Regions from separate parts of the Mus musculus genome. Here all the other regions are linked to region 1. The links are chromatin contacts, called in public HiChIP or PLAC-seq maps. All regions are on one chromosome and are shown on one strand. The core of a region is the stretch at or near the end of the contact, and the rest is flanking DNA. Distances in the headings are between cores, read along the strand shown. Region 1 overlaps Nod1 (nucleotide-binding oligomerization domain containing 1). Region 2 holds the start of Inmt (indolethylamine N-methyltransferase). Region 3 has its middle 65 kb from the start of Znrf2. Region 4 has its middle 42 kb from the start of Znrf2.

Evidence for each region. HiChIP or PLAC-seq counts read pairs in DNA pulled down with a chosen protein or histone mark.
Region 2: a contact with region 1 is called in an HNF4G HiChIP or PLAC-seq map of pancreatic cancer cells. The contact joins the promoter of Inmt here to the enhancer-like site in region 1. A contact is called at or near these places in 1 of 39 promoter capture datasets (liver), 6 of 484 Hi-C or Micro-C datasets (the G1E-ER4 cell line, the N1E-115 cell line, nephron progenitors and 1 more), 3 of 115 datasets of contacts at active chromatin or transcription factors (embryonic stem cells, memory CD8 T cells and pancreatic cancer cells) and 2 of 9 other capture datasets (adipose tissue and liver).
Region 3: an HNF4G HiChIP or PLAC-seq map of pancreatic cancer cells shows a contact between it and region 1. The contact joins two enhancer-like sites. A contact is called at or near these places in 3 of 115 datasets of contacts at active chromatin or transcription factors (double positive thymocytes, embryonic stem cells and pancreatic cancer cells) and 2 of 9 other capture datasets (adipose tissue and liver).
Region 4: a FOXA1 HiChIP or PLAC-seq map of pancreatic cancer cells shows a contact between it and region 1. The contact joins two enhancer-like sites. A contact is called at or near these places in 3 of 115 datasets of contacts at active chromatin or transcription factors (double positive thymocytes, embryonic stem cells and pancreatic cancer cells) and 3 of 9 other capture datasets (adipose tissue, liver and pancreatic islet).

What each region holds. Positions count from the first base shown.
Region 1 is chr6:54,953,947-54,960,376 of GRCm38.p6, forward strand. All of the region lies in intron 1 of Nod1 (nucleotide-binding oligomerization domain containing 1), which reads right to left. Among named protein-coding and RNA genes, the nearest start is that of Nod1, 15 kb to the right of the region's middle. Within about 2 kb of position 2,610, at least 136 of the 459 cell types and tissues checked have an H3K27ac peak or open chromatin away from gene starts, as enhancers often do. A contact at or near this core is called in adipose tissue, liver, pancreatic cancer cells and 1 more, where this site is marked.
Region 2 is chr6:55,172,049-55,178,478 of GRCm38.p6, forward strand. Inmt (indolethylamine N-methyltransferase) reads right to left here and starts at 2,942. Exons shown (of 3, transcript NM_009349.3): 1 at 2,779-2,942; 2 at 1,238-1,445. The coding sequence starts at 2,935.
Region 3 is chr6:54,748,646-54,755,075 of GRCm38.p6, forward strand. No RefSeq gene overlaps it. Among named protein-coding and RNA genes, the nearest start is that of Znrf2, 65 kb to the right of the region's middle. Within about 2 kb of position 3,601, at least 53 of the 459 cell types and tissues checked have an H3K27ac peak or open chromatin away from gene starts, as enhancers often do. A contact at or near this core is called in adipose tissue and pancreatic cancer cells, where this site is marked.
Region 4 is chr6:54,772,035-54,778,464 of GRCm38.p6, forward strand. No RefSeq gene overlaps it. Among named protein-coding and RNA genes, the nearest start is that of Znrf2, 42 kb to the right of the region's middle. Within about 2 kb of position 3,482, at least 66 of the 459 cell types and tissues checked have an H3K27ac peak or open chromatin away from gene starts, as enhancers often do. A contact at or near this core is called in pancreatic cancer cells, where this site is marked.

The DNA of each region.
Region 1 (6,430 bases), core at 1,360-3,859:
GGGTCTGTGGCACCAAGCTATGGAGACCTGTCCCAATGGGTTCATCTACAAAATAGCCCCATAGCTAAGGCTCAGGAAGCATGTTGGAAGAAGGGGTAGAAATACTGTAAGAGCCAGAGGATTGGAAAGTTGTCTATGAAGTTGTATCTCCTAGTGATACCAGAAGCTACATCCATAAAGTCTCACCAACATGATGGCCCAAATAAGGATGACACCAATGAACATGACAAACTGGACAGAGAAAAGTCCATGAGGCCTCAACCCTACACAAAGAATTATAGGTAACTGGTGAAAGCTGGGATCAGGAATGGTCAGCCCTGAAAGTATACATACAAGTACCGTTACATGGCCTGAAGGATTATATGTAGGAATATATATTGCGCGCACACATACACACACACACACACACACACACACACACACACACACACATATATATACATATATATGCAGCCATATTCTGTCTAGGCCACTCTTACTCAGACTGGCCAGCCCTCAGGGCCAATTCTCACTACCTTTAATCCATGGTGTCAGTCATGGGATTAGTGAGGAAAAAAAGGCATGAGTTTGAAGGAGAGTGAGGAAGGATAATACAGAACATTTTGGAAGGGGAAAAAAGGAACAGAGAAATACTATAATTATATTATAATCTCAAAAACATTTTAAAGTGCTTTGAAAATGTATATTGTGAGATCAAAAAATAAAAAATGTATAACCATAACTGACTAGCTCAATAAATAAATTATCGTCAAAGAAACAGAGGGCAAGAACTGTAACAGCAGCAAGTCATTGCAAGGGATGAGGTGGCTCTGGAAGCCTGTGAGAAAAGTGGAAGCTGAAGCCCAGAGTGGAAACTTTCTCTTGAAATGCTCACAAGTGTGAGAGAACAGGGAAAGGCCGCGGTTCTTCCCGGGTGAGTCAGCGTGTTTAGAAGGCTGGGGAAAGGAGGTTGAGCAACTGCCTTCATTCCACTTGACCCAACTCTTATCAACTGGGAGTGGGCTTTTAACCAGGCTTCTCTTTCCGTGCCTGCAATTCCCACAAACATGGTCCCTCGGCTTCCCAGGCTTTTCCTGTAATTTCCACCACGGGCTCTTCACAGTTCACCAGCAAAAGGGGACACTCTCTCCTGATTTCTGACCACCTGAACAAAGCCACAGGTTCATGACCCCTAGCTGGCAAAGAGGTGCTTTTTTGTAATTTTCAGAGGGCAGTGAGCTCTCTTTGGCAGGAAGTTAAGGAAGTTATGGTGGACATAAAAAAGGAAACAAAGAAAAACATTGCCTAATAAACCAAAGCCAGAGATAGAGCAAACTGCCATGAGACACCTCAGAGAGAGTGACCAAGCATGAGCTGGTGCCACCAGAAACAGAGAGCCAAGCGTCTCCCAGGTCACAACCTGCCAAACGGTGGGCCCTGGGGTGCCAGTGGAAGGCAAGGGAGCTGAGGGTAGATAGTAGTAGGGACAGCAGAGGAGTAAGGGAAAGGGAGGGCTGGAGAAGGGGGGGGGGAGAGGAAAGGGTGGAGAAGAGGCAGGAGGAATGGCAGAGGTTGACTTTACAGAGCTAGGCCACTCTGTAGGGGGAGGTTTTCCCAGCTCTATATATGGAGCCTTGAGGATGGGAGTTGAAGGGAGATCCTGTCCAGACAGCCCAAGGAAACAACCAAAGAAACAAATTAAGGCCGTGGATGTGGCCTGAAAATGAGACCTCGGGCAGCAGAACGCAGGGTGGGACATGAAATAGAAAAATTAGGATAAAATATGCAGGTGGTAGATGCAATTTTGCAACTCTGTACTCTTGAAATAGAAACCTACTGCCCTTTGTCAGTACATAGCCTGATTGCAACTTAGTTCCCTGTCAGTTCCTTCTGCCCAGAAGCTACAGTTTTAATGAAGCAGTTTTCTAGTCTTGTATATAACACCTTGCTTGGTCCAATGTCTACAATGCTAGGACCATAACATCCCACCACTGGGTATCACTGTCAGTACAATGGCTTTCCCCATCACATTCCTAAATTCTTGCCAGAGGTACATGAGAGGTCCTGTTAAGGTGTGCTATAAAGAGTGTTCTCTTTTTCTAGACTTTGCACTCCAAGTTAAGAGTCAATGGTGCAAAGTAATTAGGCAATGTTACTGTCAGAATTCACACATGAGAGGTGTTACCCACAGTTAGGGGGAAGCTAGAAGAGGTTTTCTGCTGTGTGACCTCCACTGTTGGTAGGTTTGAAGTCAACTGAGAGCAGGTGTTATGGTGTCACTCTCACAAACTGAGGGAGCTTTCCAAGGACATTTTATAGGACCAGGTTTTATCTTAGTAACATCTAACTTTGAGGGCTTTGAGATCTATCAGAGGACATATGTGTGACATATTGAATGGCACTAGTTTTAGCTGATGGAGTGGAAAGATTGCTCTCAAGCACTCTGGACTTGTGGCCTCATCTGATGTCTTAACAAAGCTGTTGAGAGTCCACAGACAAAAATGAGCCAAGGGCTCAGGGTTTGCTTTTATTTTTCTCCCTTTCCTTGTGGTGAGCTGATACTGCTCAACACTAGGCATCAACAGCCTTGAGAAGTGTCTTTAGCAACTTCCCTTTCTAAGAAATCTGCCCTGTGAGGAGAATCAGAAGTTCTGACAGGGTTTTGGTTTTGTTTCATTCCAACAAGGCCCCTGCTGTTGACAGTGAGAAAGGAGTTGGCAGTTCCCAGAGGAATTGAATGACTGAGTCAGAGCAGTGTCTACAGACACATAACTCAGCACCAGGCACATGTGAGTGCAATAAAATACATCACTGCTGTCAGATTCAAGGCTGAGGAAAGTCAGACTCAATAAAACAGAATACACTGTATGGCTCTGTGTAGAAGCCGAGAGATGGTAGCTGGGAGACACGGGTTGCAAAACAACAGCCATGCAAACTCCTGGGGACATAGAAATATCTTGAGTGAGAGCTCTATGTATGTGTGTGTGTGTGTGTAGTGTATGTGTAGTGTGTGTGTGTAGTGTGTGTGTGTGTGTGTGTGTGTGTGTGTAGTGTGTAGTGTGTAGTGTGTAGTGTGTAGTGTGTGTGTGTATAGTGTGTATACATTTGTGAATTCCACATTCTCAGATTCAACCAACCATGGATCAAGAATATTCAGAAAAATATCGCACCTCACTAAACATGGAAGAATTTGTAGATTTTTCCTTGTCATTGTTTCTTGAATCGAATGCTATAACCACTTTTATAGCACTTACAATGCATTAGGTGTCATAAAAATCTAAAGATGATTTAAATTTTCAGGATGGTATGTGTAGGTATATGAAGATAATCACTCTGTCTTGTATCAGGGATTTGAGCACTGGTGGATTTTGTTTTCCTTGGAGTATCCTGACACTGATCCCTGCAGACACTGAGGGAAGAGCATATATATAAACACACACACACACACACACACACACACACACACACACACACATGCATATTTGCCAAGTGTCATCAACCTATATTTTTCAAATCTGAAATGTTCTATGAGCATTATGTTTGTTTTAGTTTCATGTTAAGAGAGAGCCTTACTGTGTACTGCATTGTGGCCTCGAGCTCTCAAGATCCTTCTGCCTGGGTCTCCCATACGTCAGGGATAAAAGCATGCACCACCATGCCTAGCTGAAAAGCACTGCTTTATATTATACAGCAGTAACTTACGGATTGCCATTTAAAAGTAGCAATCTACTTTTTTGGGTTGAATCAAGAAGAGAACACTCAAAGAAGTCATTCCCCATCAGCCCCAGTGGCCTTATGACTCTGCCCTTTCCTGACACGCCCTGCTGTTGGGAACCTTCATTCATTCTTTTGAAACTCTGTATTTTTCCAAATAAATCGCCCCAGCTTTCTCCAAGTTGCTGTTGCAATACCAGAGGACGAGATTACAGATTGAGACGAGCCTTTCCCAGAAAACTATTCTGTAACAGCATAGCAGATGCTAATTAGAGTTACACCCCAAGTTGTTGTTACGTGGCCCGGCCATCTTACAAGCACTTCTGTATAAAGGCTGGCCATAAGCACCAATGTAAGCCAAAGCAAGCCAGGCCAGTGTTCGAATCCGGCCACCCACTCTACTTCTTCCCCAGTCCTGACTCCTCCTCCTCAAGCGCCTTCCCTGGAGTGAGAGCTCATAAGAAGCCTGTGACTCAGGGACTGTGGCTGTCACAGAAAGAGGACACAGAAAGGCCTGGTGTGGGAAGCAATGACTTTGCTGACCATGTGGCAGTTTATACAGCCTTGCCCCCTTCTTCTTTGAAGACTGACCCAGGCAGAAGTCAGCTGTCTATTCAGCAGCTGTGCTGACCCCACTAGGGCCTGGTTCACTCTCTCAGCCCCTCCTGTGGCTTAGGAAATGAGAATGAGTTTTGTGGGCTTACAATGGTAAGGGTGGGTACATGGCTGTCACTATTTCAGTCTTTCGTTTCTGGAAAAATGGCCAGCCTGCCTGCAAGCAGCTCCCCACCCCACCCCCCCCCCAGGCATCAGCCATAGATAGATAGATAGATAGATAGATAGATAGATAGATAGATAGATAGTAGTGTTGCTGTTGATAGCCCTGGCTTTCGTGGACATTTTGCTTTGTAGACCAGACTGGCCTTGAATGCAGAGATCCACCTGCCTCTGCCTCCCTTGTGCTGGAATTAAAGGCGTGCATCATCACTGCCCAACTTAAAAAAAATGTAATTTGTATTTTATGTGTACGCGTGAGTCCCTTTATTTTATGTTTGTACATGCATCATGCATATGCCTAATGCTAGAGGAGGCCAGGAGAGCATCAGATCCTCCGAAACGGGGTTGTGAGCTTGCCTGTGTGGGCTCTGGAAAGCTGCAATGTTCTGAACTGCTGAGCCATCTCTCCAGCCCGAGCGGAGCATCTTGCCAACTTGCAAAGGACCTTTGGCATGCAATCAAGGGATGAGATTCAACTGTTTGATTTGATTTGTTTGACTTCTTAATCATCCATTAATATGGCAAACCCTTCCCAATCCTTTGACAGATACAATAATTTGTTTTGTTTTGTTTTGTTTTGTTTTGTTTTTTTCGAGACAGGGTTTCTCTGTAGTCTTGGCTGTCCTGGAACTCACTCTGTAGACCAGGCTGGCCTCGAACTCAGAAATCCGCCTGCCTCTGCCTCCCAAGTGCTGGGATTAAAGGCGTGCGCCACCACCGCCCGGCTCAGATACAATAATTTTAGACAAGAATAGGCAGTGGGCCCACGAGGAAGCTGGATTGAGACTGGTTTTCAATGCAGCAGGGAGGTATCCAATAGATCCGCTTAGCAGCAGGGAGGTATCCAATAGATCCGCTTAGGAAGCTTGCACCTCTTCACGCACAAGACCACAATTTCTATAGGAGGGAAGCCAATTAGAGAATTCACCCCTCAATCACTGTAATGGCTATTTCTGGTTGTTAACTTGACTATATCTGGAATGAACTACAATCCAGAATTGGAGGGCTCGCCTGTGATCCAGATCTTGAGGCCGGAAGATACAAGTTTCTGACCTGGATCTTGGCATGGAGATCTTGTGGCATAGTGGCCATGAAAAGTTTAGGCTCAGGCAAAGTAGTACACGCCTTTAATCCCAGGAGACTAAGGCAAAGAGATCTCTGAGTTCAATGTCATCCTGGGAAAAAAACAAGTCCCAGATCCTGGTGTTGTGTTGCACACCTTTAATCTGGGCCACACCTTTTGCTGGAGACCTACATAAGGACATTGAAAGTAGGAAGATTCATTCTTCAACTGCTTGCACTTACTTGCCAGCACATCTGTTAGAACCTACTTCTACAGAAGACCAGCTGAAACAGCTCGCCTCATGGGACTGAGAAACTACTAGATTCTTGGACTTCCCATTCACAGCTGATCATTGTGGGAGAGTTGGACTACAGACTGTAAGTCATTATGATAAATTCCCTCAATATAGAAAGATATTCCATACATTCTGTGACTCTAAAGAAGCCTGACTAATACAGTCACCCATCTTTAGGAGATTTGACTTTACTTTAGCCATTCCATCTCCTACCAGCTGATAGCCTAGCTGGAACCCAGAAAGGGGGAAGGAACGCCCCCACAGAAATAGCTTTCTTGGCAAAAGCTCTTATTTCCTCCATGTGTGTGGGGTTGGAGGTTGGGGGTTGGGGTATGAACGTATGCATGACCATGAGCCATGGGGATCAAACTCTTGTGCTGTGCACCTTGGGTTCCTTTCCTTTCCTGAGAGCGTTTCTCATTAGGCTGGGCCAGCTGATAGCTGATCAGGCTAAACTGGCTGGCCAGTGAGTTCAAGGGATCCACTTGTTTCTTCTCCCCCATATGGGGATTACCAGTGCACACCAGCATGCCTAGCCTTTGGTTTCTGGCCTTTGCAGTTGCACAGCAGGCACTTTACAGAATGTTCTACCTCCCCAGAGC
Region 2 (6,430 bases), core at 1,692-4,191, 220 kb after region 1:
TTGTGGAATGCATGCCAACACACACACACAGACACACACACACACACACACACATATAGACATTAACATACAAATGTATACTCTCACAAAGACATACATACATTCACACACACATACTCATGCTCCATGCATGCATAGTGCAAACACAAATACACATAGGCACATTCACACACACATGCACACAAGCTGTATCATTATGTCACTATTAACATAGCCTCGTGTGCCAGTGTGTGGCCTTGGTGGCCCTCCCTGATGCATGTCCTCTTCATACATGGGTCTGCAGCCCTTGCTATGCGGCTCCTGTCACTTGCGTGGTTTTCCTGAGACACATGCCTGTTCCCTCACCTCAACTACAAGAGAGGTCACCTCTAGCCCAGACCCTTGCCCTCTTGTCCCTGCCGAAGCCTCTCCTCCCACTTCCCACCTCCCACTACCTCTCTCCGTCTAGCATGATGGTAGCTGTTTTCCCATGTAACAGGAGCTCCCTGGGGCTCCCTCCGCTTGGCTGTGTGTGTGCTTGATTCATGGAACCCAGATGGGACTATCTCCAAGGCCCCTATAGTTAGCGTCCCTCAAACCATGACCTCTGTAGACTGTTCTGAACTGTAACAGAGTCAGTCCTCTGTTCCAATATTTCAGGACAGAAACATTAACCTGTTTCTACTCTGCTCTAAGGATGGCTAGAGGACCCTCTCTAAGCCAGGGCCTCAGTTTCCCCATCTGTAGGACAAGGTCAGAATTACTGACCCTTGCAGCTCCAGTTGTGGCATATACCCTCTGTGAACCCAAGTGACGCAGGACCTGCAGAAGGTCACTGCTATTGGTCTCTGTGCTTTGCCACAATGCTGAGGGGATACATGTAGGGTACACCCCATGGCCTGGCTTTCCACAAGTGTGTCCCCCAACATCAAAGGAGACACTGAACCAGTTTCCAGAGCAGAGTAGGGGTGGTATGAGCTGGACAGTCAGCAGGACTTCCTGGAGGAGGTGACATAGAAGCTGGTACCGCACCTGGGTTGAGCAGATACAAAGAAAGGGAGAGTAGGGCCAGATGGTTTGGGGCAGCATTAGGGCTGGAGGAGGGACTGACCCAGAGGGAATGTTATAGGTTCACGAGGTTAAGGAAGGCCAGGACGAAAGTGAGGTGAGTGGTGAGTTCCTGAGCTGTCTGAGCCACAAAAGGGCCTTATCTGAGAAGGATGAGGTGGGTGGACAAAATGGAACCACTTGCAGGTACCTGTCTCCCTCCAGCTCACATGCATGTTGCACTATGGAGGACCAGTCGTAGGCTCCTGGCTCTTTCTTCAGCCACTTCTGCAGCTCCTGCAGGTTCTGCGGGGTGTAGTCAGTGACAATGATCTCCCGGAAGACCTCGCATGCTGAAAGCAGCTGGTAGATGGTAGGGCCAGAGCCAATGTCGATCAGGACGTCGCCCCCTACACCTCCTGGGGAGATAGCATGGCAGGTCTCCGCACCCTGACCTCACATCCTGCTGAGTGACTCCAAACCACCTTAGGATTCGCCAGCTGGGAAGGGGAGCAACCCCTTGCCTCTGGGCTGTACATTGACAGGAGTGGGGAGCAATGCCGGGGGTGGGAAACAGCTGACATTCTTAACTGCCTCCCCATGACCCAGGATACTAGTGGAGGCCTGGGAGGTATGTCTGGTCTTCCAGATAAATTCAGGATTACTGTCTCTCTCTCTCTCTCTAATCAGTTGGCATAGGCTAACTTCAAAGAACATTGGATTTAGAAAATTGGGGGAATTGGTAGAGTGGCAGGGTCTGGGATAAAGGCTGAGAAGGACACCAGCTAGTTCTTAAGAGCCCTTCTGATTTTCTAGGAAAGGCAGCCACACAGAAGAAAGTGTGGCAGAGAGCTAATAGTAACACGAGCAAGAATAAAGCCTAAGACTTCAAGTGACCCAGCACTAATGGGGAGAATGTGCTCTGTGTGACCCTGGAGGTCAGTTGCTCAGTGTACCTCCACCCCCCACCCCGGGTATGCCCTCTCAGCCTGCCCTCTCCCTTCTGCAGTCTCCTTTTATACCTACCATGCCTCTGCCAAGGACTGAAGTCTGTTCTATACCCCAGCTTTCTCCAGCAGCACCAGGCTTTCTTCCCTCTGTATTCTGAGGTTGTTCCTTGCTACCCGTTCCTTGGCACCGAATGTCTGGCTAAGAAGGCTTTTGTGGGGGAGTACACTGAGTGACCTCCAGGGTCACACAGAACACACTCTCCCCATTAGTGCTGGGTCACTTGAAGTCTTATGATTCATTCTTGCTGCTGTTACTATTAGCTCTCTGACTTTGACTGGCCACCCCTGTCCCTCCCTAGCCTTAGTCTGCCCTTAGACATTGGGGGCAAATCATGGAAACTTGTATGCATGTTTACAGGGAAGAATTTTCATCAGGGATTTTTTTCAGAGAGACTCAAGGTTCCAAAAAGGCTGCAGAGCTTTCTGGAAGGCCTCTGGCAAGAGGAGAGGGAAAAGTAGCCTTGGTGCCCAGTCCTATGTCACTTCTCTCAGCATGGGCCTAGGAGCTCCACAAATCTGGGTATACCCCTCAAAGCTTACGAGTGTAGCTACTGAGGCTGATCATGGGTGCAAGGCAAGTTCTTCACTCCTGAGGCATGGCTCTTCTGGATCTGCACACATTGCCATCTATGGGCCCTGTGGGCCTTCAGACCAGTCACCTCTGTAGCATCTGTATATACAGAATAAGCTCTCCCTGTTGGCATGGTTCCAGCCCCTCCCCAGGGAGACCTCAGCCACTCACCTGTAGAGAAGGTCTGGTAGAGGTTCTGCAGGCTAAACTTTACGATTTCCTGCTCTGCCACAGGGCCAGAGTGGAAGCTGTAGTAGGTGGTCAGGTAGTCTTTGGGAGTGAACTCTTTTTCATAGTCCTCACCTCCTATGTATACCTTGCCCTCCATTCTAGCCAGCCCACACAGCTGTCCAGACTCCTTTGCCCCTACTGAATGCTCACTCCTTCCCACCATGCCTTTTATAATCTTTTTATAAGACCTCCCTTCTCAGGGAGGAGCTAGGGTCCCTGGAGATGGTTTCAGAGTGCAGGTGTCAGATTCCTGGCTGGATTTGATTTTTGTGATGAAGCAAGAGAATGCTAGATTCCTGGCTGGATTTGATTTTTGTGATGAAGCAAGAGAATGCTAGAGGGCCTCCAGTCCTGTCCTGGGTCACTGGGCCCTGAAGCTCTCATCCCTGGCCCTCTAGGGTGGCATGTGGACAACTGGGATCAGGAGAGAGAGACAGAGAGAGAGAGAGACAGACAGACAGAGACAGACAGAGACAGATATATATATGGAGACACAGAGAGAGACAGAGAGAGAGAGAGAGACAGAGAGAGAGAGACAGAGAGAGAGAGAGAGAGACAGAGAGAGAATTACATAGGGACAGAGGTACACAGACAGACAAAGAGAAAGAGGCAGAGACCAAAGAGATGAGGGTCTCATTAGGGATGCTTCACTCATGGGGTTAAGAGTAGAGGGTGGAGACACAGGGCCAGGCTCCCAGCCAACACATTCACGGCCCCTGGGCTTCATCTTTGATAAGGCAAATAAAACAAGAACCAGAACAGAAGTGCTCCCCAGGCTGGGGAAGTAGGAGGACCAGAGATCTTCAAATCTCTCTGCTATTCTACACTCAGTGAACTTGCCTTTGTAAACAGCTTATCTTTAACTGAGTTAATGATTCCCCAGCGGTTTAAGGTTTAAGTCTTGTTTTCTCATTTGGCTTAATGTTTTCTTTCTTTCTTTCTTTCTTTCTTTCTTTCTTTCTTTCTTTCTTTCTTTCTTTCTTTCTTTCTTTCTTTCTTTCTTCCTTCCTTCCTTCCTTCCTTCCTTCCTTTCTTTCTTTCTTTCTTTCTTTCTTTCTTTCTTCCTTTTCTTTTTCTTATGCTCGGGAGTAAACTTTGACAGCACCTCCCCAAATCACTAGGCCTGTGTGTTGCCAAGCCCTGTATTTGGACAAACAATTGAAAACGTGTCACAACACTGCACAGAGCGCCACCCATCCACATCCACGTGTGTGCACATGTGCATCTTGTCCTCTGCCCCCAGAATCATCAGCTCACTTAGATCTGCTGTGGTCTGGTCTGGTTGCTTTGAAAAATGATGCCCCAGTTTGCCGTCTTTTGCTTTGGTAAACAACCATGACCCAAAGCAACCTGGGAAGGAAAGGGTTTATTTGACTTGCACCTCCTGACCACAGTTTGTCACTGAGGAAGGGCAGGGCAGGAGCTCAAGCAGGAGTAGAGGTGGGGACATTGAAAGACCACTGCTCACTGGCTTGCCCTCCATGGTTTGCTTAGCCTGCTGGCTAAGGGGTGACACCACCCGCAGAACACGGGGCTCACCCACATCAGTCATTAATTAAGGAAACACTCACGGGCCAGTCTGATGAAGGTCACTCCTCACTTGAGGATCTCTCTTCCCAGGTGACTCTAGTGTGTGTTAGGTTGGAAAAAATAACCAACTAGACCTGCTACTGCAAAGGGAAAATGGACAGAGGCTGTGTAGACTCTTACTCTGCTGTAAGGGAGTCTGCAGTGATCACACACACACACACACACACACACACACACACACACACACTTGCCTCATCTCTTTCTAAGTCATCCAAGGGTGAGAGTGTCTGGGTAGCAAACTTCAGAGTGGGTTCCCAGGGGCAAACGTTGGGAGGATGGGCATGCCACAGTGGGGAAAGTTCATGACACTGATTGCCTACTATGTGACAGGGGTCTCCTGGCTTTTTCACAACAACCTGCAAGGTATCTGCCCCCTCAACAACAAGGAAGTGGGCAATGTGATGCCCCAGGTCGCTGTCAGCAGCAGAGGCCCCAGATTCACGCCCAAAGTGGGAACACAGACTCAGCCCCAGCCTCACCCTGCTCATCATCCTTCAGGCTCTCTGACCTTCAGTTGGGTGGTTCATGGACTTGCTCACACACTGCCTTATAAGCTCAGGGAATCAATCACTCCCAGTGATTGATCCTGTCCCTGGATCTCCATCATGGCCCCAGACACTATGTTTCAAGCCAGAAGAATGAGCCCTGCCACTCAGAATGGAAGGTGATCATTTTCTCTCGGGCTTCCTGGAGCTCGGGGAACCATCTCCACAGGATGTAAACCCATCTGTCATTGTCATTCTCATCCTGTCATTGTGGAAGGCACAACTGCCCCCTCTCCTGGGACTCACAGAGCCTGAACTCTGTTTCTACGTCATGACAACGGTGCTGCACTGCTGTCGTGCAGTTACAGAAAATGCGATTAGTCGCCTACTCAAACTTATTTAAAATCGATTGAAGGAAGCTAAATCCTAGTGAGTTAACATGAGTGGAGACACTGAAGGTGTGACATGTATCTAGGGTTTCTCACATCCACCCCTGACACTTGAGACTGAGCTTTTGTTCAAAGATCCATTCCTCCCTGTGCCCACAAGTGTCTGTGCAGCTATGTGAATATGTTAGTGGCGCCCCCCGGTGTCCAACAATTGAAATTCTTACAACTGCAGTAATGAATAGAATTGGTGATTTTGGTCTGGCTTTTGATTGGGTTTTTTCATACGTGAGTTTAAAGTTTCAAGTCAAGGCTTGAAAACGTTTAGTACAGATAATTTAAGCAGAGAATTTCCATGTTGTTTTATTTTTACCTTTGAAATTTTTTTAGGATCAGTATCTGCTTAATTTCCTTCTAAGAAAACATGAAAACAATTGAGGTTTTCCTTTCTCTTTGAGGTGACTTCCTTCCATTCAGGGTTTGGGAAACTGTTCAGGGTGATGGTGTGTGAGAAGATATTGAACCCTGGTTCTGGGATTTGGAGTGAAGTGGGGTTTGTTGGGAAAGCAGGTCTTTCTTTGGGCTTCCTCTTCCTGGCAGGATTCTCTCTCCACAGGCCCAGGCAGGATGGCAGGGGATGCAGGCTGAGTGTGGCTGCTCACATGGTGTGACACCGAGTCTTTCCTCATTCACTGAATTTTCAGGTGGCCTCATTATCTGCATAGGTAGCGTGAAATTTGCCTGTTTGCTTAAAATTATGGCAGGGGTCTTCCTGAGTATGATTTCTTGTAGCTCCATGTTCTTTAAAGGGTCAGAAACTGTCCCAGTAGAAACAGAAACCTTGGGAGTGTGGTTCTCATCGGGCAGCAGTTTTGCCTACAAGGGGCCTGCTGGCAATATCTGGAAACATTTTTGTTTATCCCAGATGAGCATCCTGTAATGCTGTTAAGTTCAGCATCGCTGGTTCTGATGTGGAAAAACACTTTTCATAAGAGGCCAACTCAGAAGATTTCCTTACCTCCGTGAGGGCCCCCTCTGAGTGGGATGGAGTCAGTAGATTCTACCAATCAGCAGAGACCAAGAAGGCAAAGGTGGTGGGGAGGCAGGTGGAAGCCAGAGGGAGAGTCCTCT
Region 3 (6,430 bases), core at 2,351-4,850, 200 kb before region 1:
ATATTTTTACCTTAGGAATATTTGTAGCCTCCAAAATTATTGGGCTTTGTAGAAACTATATACATATGACACTTTTAAAGTGACCAGGGGCTGGAGAGATGACCCAGTGGGCAAAGCTGTAGCTGTGGCAATGCAAAGACCAGAAGGGAGCCAGTCACGGGCGAGGTATGTCTGTAATCCGAGTGCTCCCAGGTGAGACAGGAGGCGGGACCAGACAATCTCTGGAGGCTGGAGGTCAGCTAGCCTGGTGTATTCAGGAAAGGAATCCCATCTCAAAACAAGGTGGAAGGTAAGGATAACACCCAAAGTCCTCTGACTCCACCCATGCAGTGTGACAAGAGTACGCACACACAGCAACAGCCATATACACACATCAAACACACACGTGTGCATCTCATACAAACACAAGCACTCTAAGTAAAATAGTATAAAATATGTTGAGAAGTAATAGAAAATGTCATAAACATTCCCTCAGATCCACTGTTTGCAAGAAAAGTGACAGTCTCTGATTGGCTATCACCCTCCTGTGGGTGTCCTGGCAAACAGAATCCTTTACGCCTCTAGAAATGAGTCCACAGTTAGCCCACACCAGGTGTGATGGCTCCGTTCCAGGGCTGCCAGCCTGTGTGAGCTGTGTACCAACCAAGGCTCCCACTTCTGGATGTTTGTGGTCTGGCTGCGAGACCTCACTTGCAGAATATGTGACTATCGGCTCTTCGGGAAGATGGTAAGGGCATCTCTCAGGAGCAGGAAAGATTTACTGGTGATAAGGCGCATTCGTAACATTTCTGGTAGATATGTTGCTATTCATCCTTGTTTCACAAGCACAAACATGTACACATGTGCACCCGCATGTGGAGGTTAGAGGTACACCTGCAGTATCATTCATTATTTATTTTTGCCGTAATCCCTCACTGGCCCGGAGCTTGCCATTTAGGCAAGGCTGGTGGCCAGTAAGCCCCAGGATCTGCCAATCCCTGCCTTTCTAGTGCTTAGATTTTTATTTAGTGTTTACATATGAATTCTAGGATTCAAACTCAGTTCTTTGTGCCTGCAAAGCACAAAGGCATTTTAACAACTGAGTTATCCCAGTCCCCAGTGATTCAGAGTCCATTCATTCATTCATTCATTCATTCATTGAGACAGAGCTTTGCTGTGTAGCTTTGGCTGCTCTGGAGCCCGCAATGCAGACTTGGCTGCCTGTAAACTCATAGAGATCTACCCACCTTTGCCTCCAGAGTACTGGGATTGAAGGTGTGCACTACCATGCCCAGCTGTCTCGGAGCCTTCAATGTACAATTATGCATTGCAACTGCTCAAGATTGTAGTGTGTACGATAATATATGCTGTAGGCAAATCCTCATGGCTACCTGATGCTGCAACACTGTGTCTTGGGATTGTTGCCAGGCAGAGCACATTTTGAGAAGTGCTGTGCAGGCACACACCTCTCCCGTTACGGTCTAGTGTTTTGTGGTTCTGACCACTATGATTTGGGGTGAGAGAAGACCTGAGCTTCTCGAAGCTCAATGACTGAGAAGCAGCCACTTAGAATCCCGACCGAGACAGCGCCTCATCATCCTGTAAACCTCCTGATTCTGGGAAATCAATGGCTGAGCCATTGCCACCACCACCGCAGAGCTCACCTCAGAGCAGGGCTTCCCTGGCCCAGAATGTTTCCTTTCCTTTTGCTTTTCTTTCTGGATTATCAAAAGATGTCAATATTCCAGGAGATATGAATCACCTCATTGTCTTTTCCCATGAGAAACTCAAGTCTCTACTAAGTCAGTTTATCCAGGTTGAAAGACCCTTTCACGTCTTCGGTGCCAATCTTATCCCATGCTGTTAACCATTCCTGTCACATCCACACAGTCCAAGTGGATGATAAGGCCAAGTGGAGACAATGGAGTCTGTGTAGCTCTCCTAGGTTTGGAGCTGTAGGGTGGGGAACATCCCCAGGTGATGGGGGCAGAGAGACAAAGCCATTGTGTGTCTGATGCTTAGTTTTGCTGACTTTCTTCCCTGTTCTCAGAACAGGCAGCATTTTGAAACTTCTGAAATGAGAACTTGAACTGATCCAAGACAAACTGTCCCAGCTAGGTCAGTAAAGGACTCACCTCATAAACATGAGGCCTTGGGTCTGGGTTCCCAGAGCGCAAGGACAGAAAGCCAGATGTGGTGACACCTGCTTCTCATCCCAGCAATGCCAAGAGGGGAGGTGGAGCTAGGTAGATTTCTGAAAGCTTACTGGCAGCCAGCCTTGCCTGTAAGTGAGAGACCCTGTCCCCAATACAATTTGGAAGGTGCCTGTGATGATTAATCTCTTCTGTCAACTTGATGGGATGTAGAGTCACCTGGGAGACCAGTTTCTGGGCGTGTCTATAAAGGAGCATCTAGATTGAGCTAATGAAGGTAGGGCTCATCCTAACCACGAGTGGCTCAGTAGGCAGGGGCCAAAAACTGAACAAAAAGGAGAAGGCTAAGTAAGGGAGCTCAAGCATCCATCACTCTGTTGGCTGCCGACTGACGAAGAAACAGGACCTGAGGCTTCATGATCCCGCACATGCCTTTCCCACTGACTATATCCCCCAACACCATGAGCCAAGACAAAGCCTTCCATTCTTGAGTGACTTCTTGTCAGGTGTTTGATCACAGCAAAGAGAGGTTTAACTAATCTAGCTCCCCAACAATGACACCTGGGCTTATCTTCTCAGTTCCACATGTACATACAAACCCTCGCATAGACCAACACTCACATACAGATAAATGTGCACACAGAAAAAGAGGACAGGGAAAGAAAGTAGGGAAGGGAGACAGGCTGCTTAATAAAAATGCATACAAAAGCATGAGAACAGAGAATGAAAGGCAGTGACCTGCTCAGAGACAACGCCGCTGAAGGCCTTGACTCTCCTCGCTCACCACTCCACACAACATGGCTCATACTTGCCAATTCCCACTGCTGGGACCTGCCAGGCCAGTGTTTCATTATAATGTTGGCCCTTAAACAGTACATTTCTTCATATAATGATGACAGGATTTCATGAATAGAAATTAGGCCTTGGACCAAGTTTATAATAAACCACAAGTTTCGTTACGCAGGTGAGGAAAAGGGACCAGCTGCCGAGTGATGTATTTGCCATGTAGCAAGAAGGAAGCTCTGAGAAGTTGTTTAGAAAAGGTGCCATGGTGATGTCTGACAGGCTCCAGGCATCTTTCTCTTGGGGGTGGATGCGTAGGAGGACAGTAAGAAACTAAGGCTAAAAAAAAAAAAAAAAAAAGGCAATTGGGTAGAAATTCTTCCCACCTCTGTTGAGCCAAGTCATATAGCCCCTAGAGAAATGACACCAGCATATAATGTTTATTAAATGTGAGAGGAAAGCATAAAAATTATTTTTCTATTCAAGCCTAATTTAAGATCTATGTGAGGAGCTGGGGGATTTTTTCCCCTCCTGTTGAACAACGAACAAAAGGGCCTATTAATGTTAGGAAGTGACCTCAGTGTGGTTAAAAATATTTGTGTTGCTTCTGTGTAGAATGGCAGGCAAACACGCCCTTCCCAACCTGTGTGGGCAGCAAGAAGCAAACAGAAGAGAGAAGAGGAAGTGAGGGTCAGGGCAGATGACAGACTTGGATCAACACCAGTGCTTTCCAGAGAGCTTGTGAGGCTTCGGGTTCAATAACTGTGCCTCTGCCAAGGGCTGGGCCCCACCTGTCCATCAGCAGGGTTGGTGCCTGAGCATAGGGCATGCTTCTGAGCTTTCTTTCCCTTGGTCCTTCATGCCAGAGCCATCTCCATCCTTGGCTCCTTCTAGAAGTGCAAGTCAGACTAAATTCATACCCTGTGTCCTGAACTATGACCCATTCGGTTTCCTTTAAGTTTCCTCTTAGTCTCCTAAATGGAATTGGGTACTGTTTGCTTCAATATAAAACAGATACATATAAAGTCAAAACCCTCAAGTAATATGACTTTTAATCTAAGCCTTCTTATTGCCAAGTGAAATTTGTCTCTAAGCCAGGTGTGGTGCTGTGTGTTGTAAACCCTGCACTCTGAAGCCCGACAAAGAAGGATTATCAGGAAGTCTGAAATCAGCTCGGTCCACCTAGCAAGAATCAGGTCTTTGGGCTGGGCAGTGGTGGTGCATGCCTTTAATCCCAGCACTTGGGAAGCAGAGGCAGAGGCAGATGGATTTCTGAGTTTGAGGCCAGCCTGGTCTACAGAGTGAGTACCAGGACAGCCAGGGCTACACAGAGAACCCCCCCCCAAAAAAGAATCAGGTCTTTGGCACCTTTAATAAATGCTTGGGACCCTTGCCAGCTCTTAGGTTTGTACAGATTTTATTTCAGATGCTGTCTGTGGCTTCTATTGTCTTCTCTCACTGTGAGGCACTTAAGAGGAGGTGGCAGGTGGTGTTAGTACCCTCTCCCCACTGACAGGGTAAGATAAATGTTCCTTTTCCTTTCATCCCAAACAGATGTTTATAGCAAACACAGTATATGGCTTTTCTATTGTAGACAAGCATAGGAAAATTAAAATCTCTGTTATGGTACAGGCCCCCAATCACAGTTAACATATGGCTGTATTTCCATCCTACATCACCCGGAGATCATCCCTCTATACTAGACAGTTCGAGGTTTCAGGACCCAAGCCCCATACTCTGGGAAACCCCTATAAACCCTTCATGTTCTCAGATACCATCTTTAAGGCAGCAAGCTAAATTAGGGGTGCACTGTGTGATATGTCCAAGAGAGAAAGCCGGGCTGCCCATTAATACAAGCCCGCAGCTTGCTTAGCAAGCATCCTACCAGACACCCTAACACCCACACATGCAGTCAGGTGGCATTGAGCTGGTTCTAAAAGTTTTGGGGGTTTTTAGCTGATATTTATCTGTAGAAACAGAATTGTAAAGACACACCCTAGAGCTACTAAAAACAAAACAAAACAAAACAAAACAAAAACAAAAACAAAAACAAAACAAAACAAAACAAAACAAACAAAAAAAAAAAACCCATGCTGACCAACAATGTGAGAACTGGCTCACAGGAGTTCTGCAGACTGCTCCTAAACCCTCTGGTCCAGTTCTCTTTGAGAACTAATCCTTTGTTGGAGATCCCTTCCCCTTTTTGGGGGGTCCCCCTAAATTCTAAGAGTTTGAAAAGTCAGTTGCAAGAAAGGACTTGGGCAGGAAAGGCACATCTTTCCCCGAGTGCTGCATCTATGGAGTTAGCTGAAATCATGGGCTAGGAACTGATCTGAACCCAGGTTCAAATCCCAGGTCTGCCCCTTGTTAGCTGTGTGTGTTTAAGTGGGCTGGCTACTCACTGCCTTCAGTCTTAATTTTCTTATTTATAAAGGGAAATAGGAAATTCCTAGGAGTTTGTGAAGAACCGAGGAGACAGGCTATCATTTCTTAGACTCAAGACTGCCTATATCTTACTGCTGCCCACTATCAAGTCAAAATTTTATTATTAAACCACTGGTACATATGTAAGGTAATGCACGTTAACTAGCCAGTTAGTTAGCCATTCTAGTCATTCTACAGTGTACATAGATTCCAAGTATACATAGATTCCAAGCATCACTGCATTTCCATAGGCTTATACACATTTTTTTCTTTTTTTAAAATTAGGTATTTTCTTCATTTACATTTAAAAAAATTTTTTTACACATTTTTCAATAAAAAGAGATTAGAGGACTGGGAAATGTAGCTCAGTGGTCGGGAGCCCTCACTGTTCCTGCAGAGGCCTGGGTTTCTATTCCCAGCACCCATATGGCAACTCACAGTTATCTGTAGCTCCCATTCCAGGGGATCGGACAACCTCTTCTGACCTCCATGGGCAACAGAAACATATGTGGTACACAGACATACATGCAGGCAAAACACCTATACATAAAATAATAAAATAAAGTAAAATAATAATAATAAAAAGAATGTATCCTAAATAGTGACAAATTTACTTTGTGGGGAAGGAAAGCATTGGAGATGAAGCCCAGGGCTTCATGGTGTATTTATTCTGCTATGGAGCCATGCCCCATGATGCTATATAAGTGTCCTGCTATGGAGCCATGCCCCAGCCTCTCCTGGCCTTTTTTTTTTTTTTTAATTTATTTAGTTTCACTTACATTGGTGTCCTGCCTCATGTTTATGAGAGGTGCCAGAGCCTCTGAAACTGGAGTTACAGACAGTTTTTAACTGTCATGTGGATCCTGGGAATTTAACTCAGGTTTTCTGGAAGAGCAGCCAGTGCCCCTCTCTTGGCCTTTTCAGGAAGCAGAGCAATAGGGACAGAGATCCCTCCTCCCTCAGAGAATAGGGCACACAGTTTCAGGTTCTCAGAGCCCTTCTGCTCAGCTTAAGGAGCTGCCACAGGAGGCGGAGCTTAATATGCAAACATGCATCTGTTGGGCTCCGAAAACCAACTGGCTTGGTCATAG
Region 4 (6,430 bases), core at 2,232-4,731, 180 kb before region 1:
CTGTAGACCAGGCTGGCCTTAGAGATCCTCCTGCCTCTGCATTCCAAGTACTGGGATTGAAGGCATGTGTCACCATCCCCTATCTTAGGATGCTGTCTTAGGGTTTCTATTGCTGCAACAAAGTACCATGACCAGAAAGCAAGTTGGGGAGGAAAAGGTTTATTTGACTTCCACTTCCACATCGCAGTTCAGAATCGAAGGTAGTTAGAACAGGAACTCAAACAGGGCAGGAACCCAGAAGCAGGAACTAGTGCTGAGGTCACGGAGGAGTGCTGCTTCCTGGTTGGCTCACATGACTTGCTCAGTCTGCTTTCTTATAGAACCCAGGATACCATCCTGCCTTGAAACTCTTCAAAAACAAAGTCATCTTCAATCCTGTAAGACACACAAAGCATAGATACTGGGTGCACCTGCTGCGTGGGGTTGGGTCGGACCTGCCCTGGACTCAGCTGGGAGTGCTTGTCATCTGCAGAGAATTCTTAAAACTCTTGTGTGTGAGAAAGTCGATCTGCTTTCTCAACGATGTCTGTGACAAAATAGTCCATCTCCGAAGATAGTTGCCTCTTAAAATTCTAAATGATGGCTGTTTCATGTTATCAATACTCCTGGAAGCTTGCTGGCTGTGCACTGAATTACTTTTCTCAGTGTGATTAAAGTTTTATGGTCCAGGTGAAGAAGTTATAGGCAGAAATACGTACAAAGCCAAAGTAGATGTTAAAATGCCCACCGATTTCAGAAAAGAGCTGTCCTCGTTTGCTTTCTATTGACGTGATAGGGACCACGAACAAAAGCAACTTGGGGAGGAAGGTTTATTTCAGGTGGACCTTGACATCATAGCCCATCAATCAATCAATCACAGAGGAACAGTGTTTACCTGGCCTGCAGTGCCTGCTTTCTTATACCACACAGGATCATCTGCCCAGGGGTGGCACCGCTCACAGGAGGCTGAGCCCTTCCACATCAATCATCGATCCAGAAAATGTCCCCACAGACTGGCCTACAGGCCAATCTGTTGGAGGCAATTTCTCAGTTGAGGGTCCTCTCTCCATGATATGTCTGAGGCTTGTGTCAAGTTGAGAAAAACTAACTGGCACACCAGTAGTTCACGTTAGTTTGAGATAAAAAAGCCAGTTGAACATTTTTGAAATGATGCTTATGGATTTGACTAAGTATAAAATGTTTCTCTCTTCTGATCACTGCATCTGAGAATGGCAATTCCAAGAACGAGAGGGAAATGACAGCTGTGTGATAAACAGCTAAGGAAAGGTCAGTGATGGCTGAAGTCCTTACCTTATATCATATTCTGTGGGCTTTTAAAGTCAGTTGTTTCTATTTAAAAAGACAAATCTTAAGAACTGTATACCTCGTGGGCATAGACCCAAAGTCCACCCCACTGTGGACACTTGCTTACTCCTGCTCATTGTTGCTTTATTCGTAATAACCAGAAATTGGCAGTAACCTAGATGTCCATCAGCTGATCAACGGATGGTGAAAATGTGCTACATTTACACAGTCGAATCTTATGCAGCTGTTAAGAGAAGCTGATGAGATGTGCAGGTGAGTGGATAGAGCTAAAAACAGTCATCCTGAGTGAGGGGACCCAGGTCCCAGAAGACAAACGCGTGTTTTCTCTTCTGTGTGGATGCTAGCTTGTAATCTTCCATCTGAGTGCTATAATCTGTATAATGGCAGAGGTTAGATACCTAGTAAGGGCCTGGGTGAAAGGAACAGATCTCCCAAGGAAGGGGAAATAGAATATGTTGTTATAGAGAGGATGCAGGGGAGGGGGGATTGGCATGGGAGGGCTAAGGGGAAGGGGTAGGGAACAGAAGGAGAAGGGAGGAACTATGAGGAAGGACAACTGACACCAGGTCAATTTGAGGGGCCACAGGAGCCATGTCTGCTGCTGTCGATGCTTCCTAAAATATATACATATACAAAAGTAATCTAAAGAAAGTCACCAAATAATGGAAGAGACAGTATCTTATACCACCAAGTGAAGCATCCAGTACCTGGGAATAGGTTACATCTTGTTGAGTCATTGGCCCCCCAAACATCCCAGGCCATTTCCAAGGCTATTGGCTGCTCTCCTCAAAAAATGATGATGTCAAGGCTCTCTGCTGAAGGCAATACTTGATATATCTCATCAAGCACATAGAAAGTGAGCAGGTGCTTGCCCAGAGGCTTCATCCCTCCTGACTAACATTCAGACTACTAGGAGGTATTCTGCATGCTATAGAGGTAAAAGGTATTCCTCCATCTGGCTACAAACCCTACAACCTACCTACACTGGTGACCTGTCTGCTGGATATGCCGGTGCAAAAGTGGCACAAGCCTTATAGGAGTAACCAACTGCCCGCTGATGGGATTTAAGGCTTACTACATAAGATGGAACCTGTACCTGAAAATCCTTAGCTTGCCAAGAACCTGAGTCTGAAAAGGCCATGAGTCTGAAGCAGGGGTGGGGAGAACAACTACTATTGTTCTGTTAAAAGAACATAACAATACAATGACCCCCAATGACATTCTGCTATACCCGTAGCAGTAGATGGGAGCTAACACAGAGATTCACAACAACTGGATAATGTGCATAGAGTAAGAGACTTTGAGACACTTAGTCCCAAATGGGATGTCCTCGTTAAACTCCTCATGACTCAGGGATCTCTGTGGAAGAGGAGGCCAAGTGATGGTAGGGGCCATAGGGGATGGGTCATTCCATGGAAACAGTGTCTTCCAGACACAACAGGGCTAACACACATATGAACTCACAGACACTGTGGTAGCAGGCACAGGGCCTGCACAGGTTCAAGGCAGTCAGAGTCCTAGCATCAAGAGCAGGAAGAGGACATGGGCTCTTACCCCAAGCAAGAACTTATCTGCCATTAACACCAGCCTACTAAAGAGAAATTAGTTCTCTCAATGCAGTGTCAATGGGTATATCAATCATACTTCAGAGAAGGCCCTGTGCCCAGAATTGACAAAAACAAACCAATTCAATAAAATTTTTGTATACTTTTTGTCTTAAGTTGCTTAGTTTGAGCATATTTTTTTGTTTATCTTGTTTTCTTGTTTGTATATTTTGTTTTCTCTGTGTGTTTGTTTCTTGTTTTTTCTTGAGGGAAAACTGGCCCCTTGCAGTCACAGGGAACTGAGTAGTTCTACTTTATCATATCCTCCTAGTCATGGCAGAAAATGATGGAGACAAACATCCATAGACCAAACCTGAGAACATGACCCAAAAGAAAGCCTGCCCCACCCCTGCTGCCCCACCCCTGCTGCCCCACCCCTGCTGCCCCACCCCTGCTGCCCCCTGCTGTGAGCAGAATACCCCAGGCATTTGACATAGCAGTAAAATCTGTCTGACGCATTACACAGCACACCAGAGACTCTGAGACAGTCTCACCCTGCAGTCCAAGCTGGTCTTGAACTCACCACGCTTCTGCCTCCCTAGTGCTAGGATTATAGGTACTAGCTATCACACCTGGCTGCCTTAGCTTCTAAACATAATCTGTGAGGTTAAAAGCAGAGGTGAGACTCAGAGGTGGTGCCAGGTAGGTGTCTTTGGCAAGGGCCTGAGGTTTTTTAGTTCACACTTCCCCACTCACGGAATGAGGAGATGTGAAGGCAGCTCAGAGGGGAGGTAAGAGAGGAGCCCACATCAGGGAAGCTGGCCTTCAGGTCCTTCAGAGTAAGGCAGTTAATCCTTCAGAGCATTAGCAATGCTCTCCTTCCCTACCCATTTGGGTTGTGGTGTGTGGGGTCAATGGCAGTGCATAGGTTATTGGCTGTGGGGTTACAGGCTGTCATGGAACAGCAACCATAAAGCAGCCAGGACATGTGGTAGCTTCAGTAAGAATGGCCCCCACTGGCTCATATATTTGAATGCTTAGTCATCAGGGAGTGGCACTAGTAGGAGGAGGTGTAGCTTTGTTGGAGTAGTTGTGGCCTTGTTGGAGGAAGTGGTCTTTGGGGTTTCAAATGCTCAAGGAAGGTCTAGTGTCTCCCTCTCTCTTCCTGCTACTTGTGGATTCAGATGTGGGACTCTCAGCACTATGCCAGCCTGTGTACCACCATGCTTTCCACCAAGCTGATAATAATTAAAGCTTTGAATGTAAGCAAGCCCTAATATATATGTGTGTGTATATATATATATATATATATATATATATATATATATGTGTGTGTGTGTGTGTGTGTGTGTGTGTGTATGAGTTGCTGTGGTTTTGGTGTCCCTTCTCAGCAATACAACATTGACAAAAACAGGACACAAAAATTACTGGTCCAGAAGCCAGAGCTGTGGGGCTCTAGCACTGACTTTTTGTAACCTGAGTTGGCTTAATTTGTTATAGAGACAGACATTCAGCAAGCAGTGATGGTGTGTTGCCCTGCTCTAGGTTGTGTTGGACACTGCTAGAAAAATAGTCTCTGCTCTCCAGGTCCCTGGAGGGGAACAGATAGAGGCATATCAGACAGTAGGTGGCTACAGAGTCAGGGTCCTGATAGAGAGACTGTAGCTAGAGTCCATGGAACCTATGTGTCGTTCCACCTTGAGGCTCAGAGTTGGAGCCCAGAAAGGAAGCAGGTTTAGTCTTGTGACAGGGACACCTTGTTCCTTGTTTCTCCTGAGGAGAGTTTCTCTTCATGACAATGTGGACTCTGCTGGTTATTTCCCCCACTCTTGGTACAAGTTATCCTAGTAACCAAAGAAGAGAAACATTGCTGTCTCTGCCCAGCCAAGATCTCATGTTGTAGTCAGGAAGCAGACCTTTGATGTTCCCACCACCCTTGGCCTTGGGGGGAGGCTGGCCAAAGCCATCCCACCCAGCAGTGTGAGGGGCTCCTCTCAGCAGCTCCACTCCACCCTCCCACCAAGTGGCACCTCCTATATCACCTTTATCACCAATAAAAGATTTTTTTGGCACCATCTGCTGGATCTTCCAACTTATTTCCCCTTAAGTTTGAAACTTGTTTAGGACAGAAGAAAAAAAACTTTTTTGGTTCCCCCAGGGAATTGAAGACTTAGACATCTATCATTCATTAGAGGGACTACAGTTAAGTGGCGCACGCCTTTAATCCCAGCACTTGGGAGGCAGAGGCAGGCAGACTTCTGAGTTCAAGGCCAGCCTGGTCTACGGAGTGAGTTCCAGGACAGCCAGGGCTACACAGAGAAACCCTGTCTCAAAAAATAAATAAATAAATAAATAAATAAATAAATAAATAAATGAATAAAATTTTCAGAGAGAATAATAGGAAAAAAGACCTCATTGCTTATGTGATGTTTCTTGTTAGAATTTTTCATGCTGCCAATATCTACATGCAAGCACCATATTTAGGAAGAAAATAGATTCTGGTGCCTTGTAAATGCCTTTCTTCTCCCCTTTTGTATGGAGAGGGGGTCAGTAGAAAATGTAGGGGCAATCCGATTTCTCTTGTAACAAGACAGTAAAGCACTTTTGATTAGTATGTGTGTTTAAATAACCATGAAGGCAGCAGCCTTCTTTCTCTCTTGGTCCAATTAAGTGCTGTTTTCACTGCAAAGAATACTCAAATCATACCTCAATCTTCCTTGTGTCAAAAGCCTGTCTGGAAGACGGCTTCTCTTTATCCAAGAAGAAACGGCACACTTGTTTTTCTGCCTATAGATGAGACTGCTTCAGAGAAAGACTTCTGACTTTGAGTAGCAACCTTTTTTTATCCCTAGCGTGTGGGTGAATGCTATTTCTTCTAGGGATTGGAGAGAGCCGTGCCAGGTGAGGCAAGGATCAGTGCGGGCAGATGCTGTCAGCAAACAAAGAGAGTCTGTGGGAAAGGAGCGAAAGCATGCATTAAAGCGACAAGGCTAATCAGCAGCTGGGGAAGATAGGAGCCCTGGAAATACGTCACCGGCAGACAGTTTAATGATTTCAAAATGGCAATTGCCCTGTGCAGAAGTCACCCCATGCCCACAGCCACATGCTTGTGTTTCCTCTGTGTCAGGTGAAAAGGAGGAGGCCTTTGGAGTAGAGCCACTGTCCAGTCTCGCAGGTGTCATGGGGAAGGCCATTCAGCAAGCATTAAGTGCCTACACCAAGGAGAGCGCTAGACCCAGAAAAAGTATAACAAGTGAGCATGCCAGTATTTTCTCGGTGCTCCATTTGCAGAGTCCCACTTGTCCCTGGGGGCAATCCCACAGGCAATAAAGCTCTCTGCCTTCTGGAGCCTGTGTCCACTGGAACAGGCAAGTGTGCTGAGGGGTTGGTACACAGCATGGTCTGTTATAAAGTGACAAAGAAAAGAAAACTTGGAGAACATTGAAGGGCATGTTGTGTGACAAAGCTTCATGGGGAGATAGAGCAGACATGTCCACTCACCCCAGACTGGGAACCCAAGATGCCGCCAAGTCCAACTTGGTGAGACCTGAGTTTTATTTGGGTTATTTACAGGCATATGG